Regions from separate parts of the Mus musculus genome. Here region 2 is linked to region 1. A link is a contact called in public Hi-C data. All regions are on one chromosome and are shown on one strand. Each heading gives the region's core, a stretch centred on a gene start, on an enhancer-like site or on the middle of the called end of the contact. The rest is flanking DNA. Distances are from core to core; before and after follow the strand shown.

Evidence for each region. Hi-C and Micro-C count contacts between places; a contact is called where the count stands out from the background.
Region 2: a Hi-C map of cerebellum shows a contact between it and region 1, with 3 times the contacts expected there. The contact joins two enhancer-like sites. A contact is called at or near these places in 2 of 484 Hi-C or Micro-C datasets (cerebellar granule neurons and cerebellum).

Annotation. Positions count from the first base shown.
Region 1 is chr10:108,864,805-108,872,296 of GRCm38.p6, forward strand. The region is part of intron 2 of Syt1 (synaptotagmin I); the gene reads right to left. Among named protein-coding and RNA genes, the nearest start is that of Syt1, 140 kb to the right of the region's middle. Within about 2 kb of position 3,622, at least 8 of the 459 cell types and tissues checked have an H3K27ac peak or open chromatin away from gene starts, as enhancers often do. A contact at or near this core is called in cerebellar granule neurons and cerebellum, where this site is marked.
Region 2 is chr10:109,740,538-109,748,075 of GRCm38.p6, forward strand. It overlaps Nav3 (neuron navigator 3), which reads right to left. Exons shown (of 38, transcript NM_001368815.1): 21 at 6,657-6,680; 22 at 2,064-2,141. Among named protein-coding and RNA genes, the nearest start is that of Gm40757, 150 kb to the left of the region's middle. Within about 2 kb of position 1,359, at least 7 of the 459 cell types and tissues checked have an H3K27ac peak or open chromatin away from gene starts, as enhancers often do. A contact at or near this core is called in cerebellar granule neurons and cerebellum, where this site is marked.

The DNA.
Region 1 (7,492 bases), core at 2,372-4,871:
AGCAAGCTAGAACATAGCTGTGCTTTCCTTTCCTAGGCCAGCCATTGAATGAAAAGCTAGAATGACCCTGCTCAGCATGTTGGAGTTGGGATAATGAGATGAGCCTTATGGTATCATCCAAGGATGAGTAGATGTCATGAATCATGGGAAATGACTGGATTTTTGAGAGCTTAGATGGGGTCTTCTCATTTACACTAATAACTGACATACCCATCACTGATCTTTTTTTTTTTAAAAAGATTGATAAATTCAATTTCAACATTCCAGAATACAGTGAACATTGTCATTATTTTTTCTGTGATATCCTCTTAGCTGCAGACTACTGAGCTCAATTGTCTATTGCCTGCAATGATGGATAGTGGGTCTTCAAAGACCCTGCCCAGCCTTTACAGAAATATTTAAGTAGATGATTCAATGCTAACTCTGAGTGTTTTACTGACTTAGAGAAGCATTTGACCATAAGGTAAACACAATTAAGAGAGTAATCATGGGAAATCTAGCAACACAGGGTTCAAGAGCCAGACATATTAAAAAACTCTTCAAAATATTATGATTCTTTAAGAAATAGATGATATACCACAACTTCAATGGAAAAAATATTCCAATACCCTGTGTTCATAAACCTTAAACAGTGGCCAAAAAGTTTGAGTGAAAGTCAAAGGTGTATGGAACAGGATGTTCTCATAAGCCAACAGCCTACTAAATGAATATCCTGGTGCCTACCAGGGGTTACTTAATCTTCCTACAGGTTGTTGGCCACTGAGGCTTGAGAGGCTCCTAAGATAATTAAGGCTATTGCCACAGTTATTGCCTGCGTGCCAGAAGTAAATGATAAGACCCCACGCCTAAAGATGCTCAATGCTTAGGTTACAGGACATGAAGGAATCAGACTGGGAATAAGCAGGAAGTTCTTTCTCTACTGGCTGGCTTTTGTAGTGCCAGAAGGCACTGGGCAGTGATGAAGAAGGACACCAAATGTCCTACTTGGCTGTGAACCTTTCGTACCATGCTATGAACACACCAAGCAAGATGTACTGATTCATATAAGGGTGCCGTGACAGTGATGGAGGTAGCCATCTTCTTTCTGATTGCTTTTAAGATGGACTCCACAAGAGAGAATTCATGTCTAGTGTTATAGGATAAGCCACTCAAAAAAAATCTGTGGCTATGAAGCTCAGAGGCTCTAATGGAGAAGATATTGCTGTTTGTCTGCTAGGTAGATATGAATGGCTGACAAAATTTACTACCAAACCTTTTTGGTTTTACCCATAGATTATTGCTGCTGCCAGCTTTGGTCAGAGAAGGTTCTCTCTCTCTCTCTCTCTTCTCTCTCTCTCTCTCTCTCTCTCTCTCTCTCTCTCTCTCTCTCTCTCTTTAAATTAATTATTTATTTTTGTAGTGTGTGGCAGTTACTGCTGAAACCCACAATACCTCCAAGTATTGAGGAGAAGTTGGTGTTGACTGATAATCTTAAATTTGGCCATCTACACCACCTCTCCCTAGACTCGGAATATTGTAGGAGAGGATGACAAGAGATGGTAAGAGTCAGAAGGAAGGGTAGAATTACGAAACGTTGCTCTCTGGGCATGGCATGCCTATTGTCCTCAAACAGCAGCTATGATTGCCTGGAGAAAATCTTCACAGGACTGGATCTATTAACTTTTCATTATTAGGGAGCTCACAAGGCGGTCTCCCTCCCTAAGGATTTGCAAACAGTCATTGGTGGGGAGAAGGGGACTTTTTTTCTTTAGTGGTGTAGCCATGCATAAAGTACCCCTAACTCATGCTCCTAGGGAAATCCCAATCAATATCATTCCTCAATGGTGGACTTGAATAGAATTGTATGTTTGCCTGGTTGTCCTTGTCCTATATTGGACGAACAGATGTCTATACAACAATCCCGTGCAATATAGGGAACTGTTGTATCATTAAACTGTACTCAGCCTGTCTTTAATGACCCTTTGCACAGAAATGTCTAATAAGAATTAAGCTTTTATACTGTCTATTCATCTTCTGATTCTAGAGCCTTTTCTTGACAAGTGATGTGTAAGACTATCTTCAATGTGTCATTGAAGATCACAAGATGTATCGGTATTATCTAATTTTTCCTTTCCATTCTCAGCCTTGTACTACTTCCTGAGTTCAAATGACCTACTCGTTAACAGAAGGAATTCTAGTTATTGGGACATAACTCTCCCGCAAAACACACCAAGGTTCTGCTGTTTATTTCTGCTACATGATGTTTAAAAATCGTATAGACTGCTATAGAAAATAATCTAATAGTAATAATGAAACTATATATATGCCCAAAATACAACTACATAAAACATATTTTTTTTTCACTCCTGGGAAAATAGTTTTCATGAGCTAACGAATGAACTTACACATGGCCTTACAGAGAACATCTTAATTTCAAGCCTTCCTGCATAAATGATGAGCCACGAAGTGCAGAGAGGTCAACATAGCCCAGAGTAATTACAGCGGCATTGCAGAGCAGGAGAGATTGGAGAAGGCCTGCGAACTGTAGTTGAGTTTAAATCATAGTTATCTTTAGTCACCGGATTTCTCCTCACCTATGGAGGAGGAGCTTGAATCTCTTCCCAGGCCAGTTCCCCTTGGCTTCCTGCCAGGCTGTCAGTAGCGACAGCCCTTTTGCTGAAAAATGGCCAACAAGGTAACCATGAATAATCTCAGGCTGAAAATGCTCAAAAATTTCACAAGCTGAAATGTTAATGCGCCCAGGAGCTAGGGATACATTTGTGTGGATGCAAATTACTTCTTTTCTTTATAGAACTGTCCTGGTGGCTCTAAAAATGTACCAAATAACGAAATGTCAGGAACTATTAATTAATTGACTTCACTTGTTTCTGAAACACATTTTAACCACCTATAACTGGACTTTAAAGAAACTAACCAAGATAATATCACCATCAATTTTGACATTCATCATCATGGAGAAAATGAGGACTTTGTCGCCTGGTCCTCCTCATCTTCCAATACATCATCCCTATTAAGTGATAAGCTGGAGGTTTCTCACAATACCTTTCTTTATCTCCTAATCTTACCATAGAACATTTCTGATACCCCTCTGTGCTCAAAAAAGCAACATATAGCAACATACCAGAAGACATAGGCATAGAAATATACAAAATGGAATGGATGCCATTCCAGGGTCACTCGGAAGAGGGCAACAAATATTGCTCATCCTTCCTAATAGCCGAATGACATGAACAGCCAAACCAATGGGCCTGAACTGCTACCAGTCAGTCATAGGAAGACAGCTGGCTTCTCTATAGATAAATTTATCACCTAGGCATCACGAGAGGAGAGTATCACTTCTGCGTTCTCTTGCTATCCTCACTGTATGTTACAACTATGTGGCATTCAGGAAATCATTTCTGGTTTATAGGCAACCTTTGGCCTTGGCAAGTTTAGACGAACAGGTATTACCTGTTGGCACTACTGCTGCACTAGCAACTCTGGAGCGAACCCCTGGATGATACATGTAAATACTGCTTTAATTTCTATGCTTATGTAAGTCATCTTCATATGTGGTCACCACTTGCCTGCATGAGAAGACTTGGAATGGAATGTAGGGCAGATAAAATTAGCACCTTCGTGGAAAGGGCTCACTGTTTGTTAGGACTCAGAGGGCTGCCAGAAAGCTTGGTTGTGATCACATAGCCAGGAGGTTTTCTCTGAGGGCCTCTCTAGGGCTTCTGGATACTTTCCAATGACTTCATGGGGTTTCTTTTCACAAACAGTAAACTATCATGGTTTGTACAAGCGTTTGAAAGTCTGACATTACATGCACTCTTTTTCTCCAAGCTAGTGTCACTCTTCAAAGGAAAGGATTTTAGGGTCAGTTGTGTTTATTACTTATAACTGTAAAATTGGATGCTCCTGAACACCTGACTGCTCCAGTTCCTTAAATCTAACCACAGAAATAATATGTGTAGCACTATAATGGTGTCACAGAGCAAAACAAGAAAAGGAGCTTAGAGAAACTAGAAATAGAAACATTGGGAAGATGACCTGGGGTCTCCTCACAAATAGAATCATGCCACATTCCTTTCTTATCCTGTATTTATCAAGAATCCCTGCTAGTCTAATGCACGATTCAAAACCAATAGCAGTATCAAATCTCTATTATCTTTAGCCTTCAGCTAGCAGCAAAACATATCTTAAGCATAATATACTATTGAAACTTCATACATTGACTTATGTTAATATATGTTACTATAACAGTGATGGCAAATTTTGTGTACAGCTTAATATTTTACAGCTCTCATCTAAATAATCATGAAACGGAGGCCCATTATAGCCAAATCATGAAATTTGTTAAGAATATAAGAGAAAGGAGAATTAGCTGAAATACATGACAGAAGTTAGCATCATCTTTATGATATTTCTTTATTTAACTGGCAGTTTGGGGACCAAAACCAGGCAAGTTTGTAACTGTTTTACTCTCAGACATTCATTTATTTTTAGCATACATTTGCATCACCAATATCTAAAAGTCAAACATGCATAAGTATATATATATATATATATATATATATATATATATATATATATATGCACATATATGCATTACATGCACTAAAATATTACATTCTGATAAGCAGGACCATTATCCATTTGGAGATACTGAAAATGGTGTTCTATCAAAAATGTTTCTCTAACAATGCAGGCTAACAATTTTATTATGACTTTATTTTTAAATTTTTGTCCTATGTGCTAAACCTCGGATCTCACCCATGCAGGGCAAACATAGTACCACATATCTATACCTCCACCCCTGTTTTATTATGACTCTTGCTCATGACAGGTTCTCTCGATAGTGGATATCCTTCAAGATGCTGACAACTGTTAGTTTAAAATGGAAAAAAAAGAGAAATTAATCCTATGAAAGAAGTGATGATTCAAAATGACAAAATGAAAACAAAATTAGGTTGAATCTGATTCCAAGCCCCCCCCCTTCTTTTTTGTAGAAATTAGTTGGTACCAACAGGATTATATAAGATGAGATAGCTGTTGCTCAGACTCACGGGTGGACAAAGGTATGTTATATCACCAACAGCTCCAAACATGTTACAATCATGACAAGGCACAACATTTCTTCACAAAGGGACCAAGATTTTCATATAAGTCACCAGGAAAAATGATCATTACTGTTCCTATTTTGGGGGAAATGTACAATACAGGCACTCTTTGGTCTGAAAAGCCAAAAAGCTGGGCTGGAAGGAAAGCTCACCAGGTAAAGCACTGGCTGCTTTTCCAGAGGATCCAGGTTCAGTTCCTAGCACCTCCATGGCTGCTCACAAGTGACTACAATTCGGCTCCCACTGATTTGACGCCCTCACACATACACATGGGCAAAACACCAAAGCACATAAAATAAAAATAAACACATCATTTTAAATAAAAAGAAAAGCCAGGAGCAAGATTCTATCATTGATATGAGGCAGAGCCATCTTACTTCTGTATTAGTTTACAGAACCCCACTACTACATCTTTCTAACTTTGCAGTGAATTTTAAGCATATGGCTTTTTTTTTTAATTAGAAAAATCTATTCTATACTCTGAAATATGATTTTTCAAAACATATATTTTACTTTATTACTTATGTTTCCTGGGTCTTATATTTGGTAATCAGACCCAGTGAGAACCCAGGGTTGAGGTCAGTTCTCAACCATTAGATCTTGCCTAGCATGGGCCAGACCCTGGATTCAAGAACAACACTGAAGGGAATAAATTAGGGACCTCAGATGCATGAGAACAGTGGATACTAGAGAAATAATAGAACAGAGGTTTTTGTTCAGGGTCAATTTTTTTTTTGATCAGCAGTTGCCAAGTTACTGGGTCTAATAGATGTCATATGGTAGACACACTAAAATTTCAAGATACCAATTGTTCAGTCAAAAGCACTGTGATTTTTTTTTTTAATGGAATGGAGTGTTTGACTTGAATATCCTGGCCAGATTCCAAGTTAAGAGATTGCAGTCTGCTTTTCTTAAATCCCCCCCTGTAGTTTCTTTTGGATGCTGTAGTCTTATTCAATTCCTTTCTTAAATGATTTTTTTTCCCCCAGTATTATTGTGGTCCGTTAAACAACTGCTGCGTTCCACTCCAGTGGTGGGTAAAGTGATTTCTGTGCTCTGCACCGTTTGTGACGCACTCATCGGGGGTGAGAGGTACTGTGTATGTCCAAATTTCGGGTACTCCTTTTTAAAGGGAGCTCCTGACTTATCTCAATATAACAGAGGCATTTTGAAAGCCAAATATTGGGTGTGTAATGAAATCACTTTCCAACCAATGTGAGGACATGGTCAAGGTTGTTGGGTTGTTTTTCCTGACTGCTGACACTTTTCCCTGTCTGCCTTACTCTACCTCTTTATCTAGTTTAACAACGGAAGGGTCCCAAAGGATGGACTCAGTGAAGCAGAGGCTCTAGGAATACACAGTCATTAAGGAACTGTAATGCATTTAGCGATGCTAAACCACACTCACCATCAGAGTAGACACAGGGTAGAAATGCAATAAGCGCCAGGCCAAGCACATCTCAATAAACACAGCAGGATGTTATTTTTCTGAATGGGCCACTCCCTAGATCTTCAAATTGTGGTCCAAAAGTGATATTTCATTCATTAGCAAAAGACATTTCTAAATGATAACATAACGTTGTTTGAAGCAAAAAACGCTGCTTCATTTTAACACAACCGTGAAAGAGAAAGCTGACAAGACCTCTTTCATCTTGAGTTCAGAAGTCAGTTGTCCTGAACTAAGAAGAGGAAGTAGATAGGTGAAAGCTGTAATAAATTAGCAGAAAGCAAATCACCATGTCAGCTTTTATTTCAGTCTTTGGATTGGCAAGAAGGCTCGGTTTGAAAAATGTGCTTTATCCATCCAGCCTCCTTCTTCAAAACTTTCAGACATCAAAGGATTAAGGTGAGCTGGGTGTGGTGGCGCATGCCTTTAATCCCAGCACTCGGGAGGCAGAGGCGGGTGAATATCTGAGTTCGAGGCCAGCCTGGTCTACAGAGTGAGTTCCAGGACAGCCAGGGCTATATAGAGAAACCCTGTCTCAAAAAACCAAAAACCAAAACCAAAACCAATATCAAACAAAACACAAACAAAAAAAGGATTAAGGTGAATTTTTGTTAAATTTGATCTAATGTTCTTAAAGCAATGAGGACAAATCAAAGCTACAGTTTTGTCCATTCAAGGAGATCTGTAAACACTCACAGGTACCCTGCCTGCCACAGACAGTATTTCACAGACAGGATTTTTCTTTAAATATCGTTTTTTTTTCCCCCCTACGAAGATGATTAAAGAGGAGAACACAGTTAAAATAGAATTATAGGACCTTGAAATTACCGAAAGCAAAACCTCTCAGTTAGCACTTCTAAGCTTCTACTGCTCAGCTTCATTTAAATTCAGAGCAAGAAGGGGGAAAGGGTTTATTTTGATGAAGAAAGTTGAAGTAGAA
Region 2 (7,538 bases), core at 109-2,608, 870 kb after region 1:
TCTGAGCTGCTCTAGCAGAATAAGCTTTCTTTACAGTCCCTTGTGGCTCAGTGCAACTGCTTTCAGAGCAAGTCTGTAAGGAGTGAAGGCCTACTGTGTGACTGCTGCACCGGCTGGGACTTTATTCTGCTCATCAAATGAGAAGAGTGCCCCCTGGGACACCTTCCTGATTTATCACTCTGCTCCATCGAACAGTCACAGAACAAGTTGAAAAAGATTTATTAATGTCAAGTCCCAGCATGGAACACAAAAATCACAAAAATGAAGTTAATCAGGTGATGTCATTAGGATCTAACACGGGTGGTCATAGACTCAGAGGAAGTGAATGTTTCTTAATGATCCTTAATTGACAAATACTCATCAAAACCTGTGTCTGGGAAGGATGCAGACTACACGTTCATATAACAAACCTCCCTGTGGATTTCTCCATATTTAACCAAACACACAGTTTACTTACTATCTGAATAAGTTCATAAGTAAAGAGTAACATAGCTTGGAGTTCAGGTCATAGGCTATATGACTTTTAATTAAAAGATCTGTCTTTATTTACAGATAGAAATTGAAAAAACAAAACAAAACAAAACAAAACAACAACAACAACAACAAAGCTAAACCAAACGAAACAAAACCTCTAGGACTGAATGTAGCTCAGGCCATAAGATGTTTGCCTGGCGTATCCATCCGGAGTATCACAAAAGCAGACAAAGATACAGCAATAAACCGTGATCACCACAGATGGATGAACTGGTTGGTGAAACTTCCTCACTGAAGATAAATGCAATCCAGTGTGCCTGTGGCTTTTATACTGATCCTTGTCCTCTGCGAACAAGTCCAGAAACTAAGCAGTTCTGTAGCCCCACAGCTAGAGCACAAAATTTACAATTGTCTCAAAACTATCTCTTTAATATTTAAAGTTAGAGAATCACAGTGGATAAAAAAAATGTTATTTTCTAGCAAGAAAAAAGAAATGTATTCTAATTGTTAGGCATCTCCTAACAAGCTTTAAGAACAGTAATAGTTTATCTCACATCAATATCATTTCCCTGAAGTTAAAACGAAATGTTAACTCAGACACAGAGCTAAAAATCAATTCACTGTGAGTGAAGTGACTTATTTCCTGTGGATTCATATCACAAGGTCATACACTATGGGCCTGCACCTGTTCAGTTTTGATATGCCATGCTTTGTCTAGGAGGGGAAAAATAATCTCCTTGGAGGAGCAAAGATGCAACAGTGGTAAGAGAGGGAGAAGTCCAAAGCCACCCAGCAGGAGTGAGCTAAGAAGATAGAGGGCATATGGCAGCGTCACAGGGGTTTGACACCTGCTGCAGTGCCTCTCACATATTGCTCCTTAGGACTGGGCACAATGCCACATGCTCTCCTGTGTCATAGCTGCGCTATGCCAAATCCTCCTGAGAGTGGGGAAAGACATTCAATAGAAAAAGGTTAATGTAATTGGTAGTCTTTGTTGTTTCTGTTTTCACAAATGTAAGTTGCTTTCCTGCCAGCAAATGTGGATTCTTCTAAGCTGCTCTAAGAAGGCAGCCAATGTATTTTGAGAGAGCTGCCTTTAATGTACAATGGAGCCAAACCATTGTTTTTAGAGTTATTTGATTTTAGACTATATTATAGGCTCCGTGAATTGCTGAAAGAGACAGGGCACAAGAATATTATGACTTCCAAAGTCAAATATCGACAGCCCTTATGAAAGTTTGGCTTAGGAAAATTTCCTGCATGTGAAATGGCGAATGTAAGACAAAGTAAGAAGAGAGGTAACATGTGTAGTCCTTACTTTAGTTTGTAATTTTCTAACGTAGGCACTGTCTGTTGTTGTTGTTGTTCGTTTGTTTCTTTATTTTGCTTTGTTTTACCATGCTGTCACTCATCCGTTTGGATTTGTAGTCTATTAGTGAGTGGGAAGAAAGTTTCACCTTCATATGAATTCTCCTTTCCAGGACCTTACATTGCATAACTCTGGACGCTTCAACTTTGTTGATAAGACCATTCCCTCTAATGAGGCAAAACTTTGTTCTGATGTCTTTAAACGATAAAAGGCAACTTACATTTGCTGACAGCTGAGACGTGAGGGTAGCGACTTTCTCCTGGGAGGCAACCAGTTCTCTCCGTAGCTTATGGATTTGCTGTGCAATTAAAAAGTCCAATATACTCAATGAGCCATTAAAGCGAAGGCTTTATTACAAGAAACTAAGTATAGCAAACACAGATGACTCACTAACAACTCCTTAAAGAGAGGTGGATGCCAGCTATATCATGGCTCACAAGTGCTACTTATGGAGAGAGGACTGAATTTCTAAAACTTCCATGTTGGGAAATAAAACCTGCTCATCAAACTATATAATTGGTTCACCTTGTAAGCCCTGTAGGACTCATGAAATAGTTCACTGCCTCTGTGGAGTCTGTTCCTTCTAAAACATTACTGTGATAAATACTCAAGCATAAAATAACATTTTAAAATTCATAAATAACATCTACAAACTTTTCTTGATTTTTTTAATGCAAATGATTCACCTTGCAATTTTTCTGAAAATCTCAGATGCATAACACATATATTTTAGTTTTCTATATTTTGTAAGACTTTTCAAAAGTATAGTATATCTTATAATATACAAAACCTTGATTTAAATACTCAATGAGTCAATATTTGAAAACTTTTTTTTCTTCTTGAGATAGGATATTATCATGCAACCAAGGCTGTGCTCAAATATGTGATTATCTTGCCTCAGGTTCTAGAGTGCAGGAATTATAAGCAGGTATCACCATGCACAGTAAGAAATAATTTTATGGGATGGGACCTTAATGGAGAATAGATAATTCCTAGGTAATGCTTCCTAGAATGACCTATATTCACTGACTTAGCTCTGAGCAGAAAGGTTTTGTAAGTATCCAAACTATAAAATAAGGGAGAATATAGGACACTTCACTAAAAGAGAAACACAACAAAATAAAGGTGAAGTGGTTTTCTTAATATGGAATTTCACTTTAATATCACAGATAAGTTAATATCATATCATATTTAGCATTTTAGTCCATCACATCTCATGTTACCAGGAATCACAAACAGTGATATGGTAAACATTACAAGCATATGAAATTACTTCTGCAAGTATATTCCTGGTCTGAAGAGAATCTAGTCCTGTAGATGCCAAATATTCTACATTGATGCTTCCCTTAAAAAACAGGTCTCTTATTCTTGGAGCTGGACAATTTGAATGCTTTCTGAGGGTGAAAGGACATTTTGGACATGAGCCATTAAATGTGTTTTCCCCTCCTACACAATACCTTTTGTTTTAAGAAACAGTGATCAATATCAAGAGAAGTGAGAAAAGGGGGTGATGCATATCTTGATGCAGAAATGGTGAACGGTTATACAATTTCTCTGCATATGGTCACAAGAGAAAAGCAATCATCAATATCATCCAGCTACAAATCTTGTGATCTATAACAGTGATGGGCCTGTAAGACAGACTAATGCAATAGTGGTACAGATGCTATAGGAATAACCAACCACTTCTTAAAATTAGATCGTGGGATCACCACTCCATCAGATGGAAGCCAGACCCGACACTGTTAAAATGGCCAAGAACCTGTGACTATCATGGGCCTAGGGCCATAATAATCATAGCAATAAAATGGCCCCCTAGTGGCTATATTCATATATTAGTCCCCTACTCAATCCTCATAAGAGAAGATTCCTGTGGTAGATGGGAATTAGCACAGAAACCCACAGCAGAATAATCGGCTGAGCGTGAGAGACTTTTGAGCACTTGGTCCTAAATAGTTATTTTCATCAAAATTCTCTTAAGTTTCAGTGATCGGAGGAGAAGAGGAGGCAGAAAGATTATGAGAGCCAGAGGTGATATATGACTCCAAGACCCAGCAGGACTGACACACATGTGAACTCAGAGCTACTGGAGCAGCATGCACAGGGTCTGCACAGGTTCAATCCAGACAAGGGAGGTCAACATGGGCTCCTATCCATACACAGTTTCAGTAAGTAACGATTTCACTGCTATTTCTATTTTTAAAATGGAAATACTCCTCAATCCCAGTTAACATCTGGACTAATTTCATATATTGATACTGGGGTCATTTAATCCCCGAAGACAAAGCATCTTTTTATCTTTTAGACCAATACAAACTGGAAGAGAGGTTTTCTCAACTTATAGCTTTATTATAGAATTCTTTTTTCCTGTAACTTATAACCCAGAAAACCACAAATCAATTTACCGTACTTATTTCAAAGCTCACGACCTCCTGTGAGCATAAACAACACAAGGAGGATTGGATGGCTACCACTAAGACATGCAGATGCTGCTATATTTCCAAACCTCAGTAGCTGTCTCATGACCAAAACTAAAAGCTTTGCCAGATCTATGTGATATAAAACAGTCTCAGTTAAAAAAAATTATGTGTCATCTATACTCTCTCAGTAGTTTTGTGCATATTTTGGAACAAATTTTACTCTGAAACAGTGGTTCTCAACTTTCCTAATGCTGCGACCCTTTGATACGGTTCCTTACGTTGTGGTGACCCCCAACCATAAAATTATTTCAGTACTACTTCGCAACTGTAATTTTGCTACTGCTGTAAATTGTACGTAACTATCTTTTAGAAATAGAGGCTTGACAGTGCGGTCATGGCCCACACAGGTTGAGAACCGCTTCTCTAAAAGTTTGTAAAATTAATTCACTGGGAATGATTTATTCTGTGAGGCCATTTTCATGGTATTCACTTTTTCGGCACTAGTGTAAACCCGATAAGGGAGTTGTCACTTCATCCTGAATAAAGATTTATGTTTAAGTTATGTGTTTGTGTGTCCGTGTCCATGTATGTGCATGAACGTGTCATATCCCCCTGAGCTACATATGTTTGTGAAGGAAGTGCACAGTGGATCTAACCCAGTGAGGGAATTGTGATTAGTGTTACCTAGTTGCCTAACATAGGATTATGCCAGAGGTTCACTCCCTAGTAGCCACAAGAATTGTGAAAAGGGGTTGGGGGAGGACTGGGGAGATGGCTCAATAGGAAAGGCACTTGTTAAACAATGATGAATATTTGAATCAGTAGAACTTGTTTTATGGTGTAGCACAGGAAGCTAATTTCCATGCTTCTACATTGAGATGGTCGTTAGAGACGGGTGAATGCTCTGTAGCTTGAGGACTAGCTGCTCTGGCATAAACACCAACCACAAGAAACCCTATCTCAAAGTGACTTACATGTGTCCCGTAACACATGTACCTGTACTCACAAACACATATGCAAATTTTGTTTTCTTTTAAGGTGAAGACTAGGCTTCTAAATATTAAGCTTCCTTGAACGGACAGTTTTCTTTGCTGGGAGTCAAACCTAGGGTCTTTGTACACTAAGTAAATCTATTGTTGCTGAGCCACACCCCCAGCTGCTCAATAGTGGATTCTAAGTAACCGCTCTACTGCTGAGCTTTTCCCCACCCCCAGGTCTTGAACTGATGATTTTGACTGTTCCACATAATTCCTATTCCTGAAGAACCCATCTGTTTCTGGGCGTCTGTAGGCTAGAGTCTGAGATGGACCTGGTTCAGCTGTTTAATCTTTCCTCCTACCTTGCTGTGATCTAAAGTCACCTAGAAGACACACCTCTGGGCATGTGTCTAGATGAGGAAGAATCTGTTCTTTATGTGGATGGCACCATTCCACGGGCTATAGGCTCAAACTAAAGACAGAAGAGAAATTGGAGGGGCTACCAAGATGGCTCAAGGGGTAAAGGCAAGCCTGACACCCTGAGTTCAATCCCCAGAATCCACTATAATGAAAGAGATCCAACTCCTGAAAGCTTTCTCCTGAGACATGTTGGTTGGCTTTAGGAGCCACAGAGTGGCTCACAGGTTTGTTCCTGAAAAGCCAACTGGCTTGGGTATGAGCAAATACACGTATTATCTTGACAGCCTGAAGCAGGGAGGTTGTGAGTTTGAGACCAACCTTGGCTCTTCTGTAAGAGCAGTACATACTCATATCTGCTGAGCCATCCGTTCAGCTTCCATGAATAAAGTCTTACTTGAACTCACCCTGCACTCCTAGGCTAGGCCATGGGTTTTGTTTGCTTGTTTGCTTGTTTGTTTGTTGTGTTTTATACTGGTAAAGAAGAATTTCCTGTCCATGCAGAGGGTTGATTTTATAAATCATTGCAATCAAGTATGTTTTCAGGAAATGCGTCCCTTATGTATAGAGGAGTGAGTCATAGTCATATCACAAATAACTAGGCAGGGGTTATGGTACCTGTGTGGAAAAGGCCCTGTGCTTCACACTCTGTAGTTTCATTAATCCTAGAGTGTCCCTTAGGCAGTGAGGAAAGACAGTGAAACAGACATGTGGTTTTACTATGCTGAAAAAAAAAAGTCTTTAATGAATTAATGAGTGACAGCTAACATAGATAGCTTACTAGCTGTTGAGCTAAGACTAGGGCAAAATATGAGAGGAAAGCTTTCTGCTATAACTTCCTTTCACATTCGATAAGAAGCAACGCCTTGGCCACAGATGAATTTCCACCACAAGTCTCATAGCTATACTAGTGAACCAAGCACCCTCTAGTGGCAATGAGACTGATTTCGTCCTAAACTAAGGCTGGTTTTCAAAGATTAAAATGGTGCAGATTTTTACCTCTGAATGAGCCTTCTCTTCAGCCTGTTAAAAAATGAAAAAGAAAACAAAGGATTTTAATTATGAAACTAAGGTCAACTTTTTCTATATGCAAAAATGAATAAAATACTTTTAAGATGCATTTACAAATTTTATGATCTAACAAGTAGGAGTAAGCTATAAGTATAACTAATATAATAAAACAGCATTCTATAGGAATAAAATGGATATTTACGTATGACATCAAGTAACATATGACACAAAGTATTTCAAACTACAGGTATATAACATAACACACGACAATGAAAGATTTTAAGATCTACGGTGACCATGAAAAACAAACCTTATACTAAAAATATATATTGGACCCCATGAAATTAAATGACAAATGGAGTTTATAGGGGAACCTGGCCATTATTGTTAATAACAGGAAGTAGGTGTTACTAATTCCTATTTCCCTTAATTTTCCTTAATGGTCATTAAGTTTATTGGTAGGCTCGTCCACTAGAAAACGGCATCTTTCGTTTTAAGGTGGTAATAAAAGAGACAGCCAAATAATGCTGGCTGTGTGCTTATGGACATGAGAATTGGTGTACAAAATGGCCGGGTGCTGTATGCTTCTGTACAGAAGAATCTCAGGTCTCTTTTTCCAACTTCACGCTAGGCTAGAAAATGCCAGCAAATGAGTTATGTGCACCATTACATTTGGGAGGCTGCAGCAATCTGGAAAGAACTGGAGAGTGTGTAATGTTGCTGAAAAAAAAATCACTCTGCTCATTGCCACTTGGTGAAAAAGGGCTGAAAACAGTCTTGTCACCTGTTGTTGCTCTGGAGACACTTTGTGATTAGTTGATATATAAATGCCTGAACTCATGTTGCCTGCCTTCTTTCAGAAGGATCTCT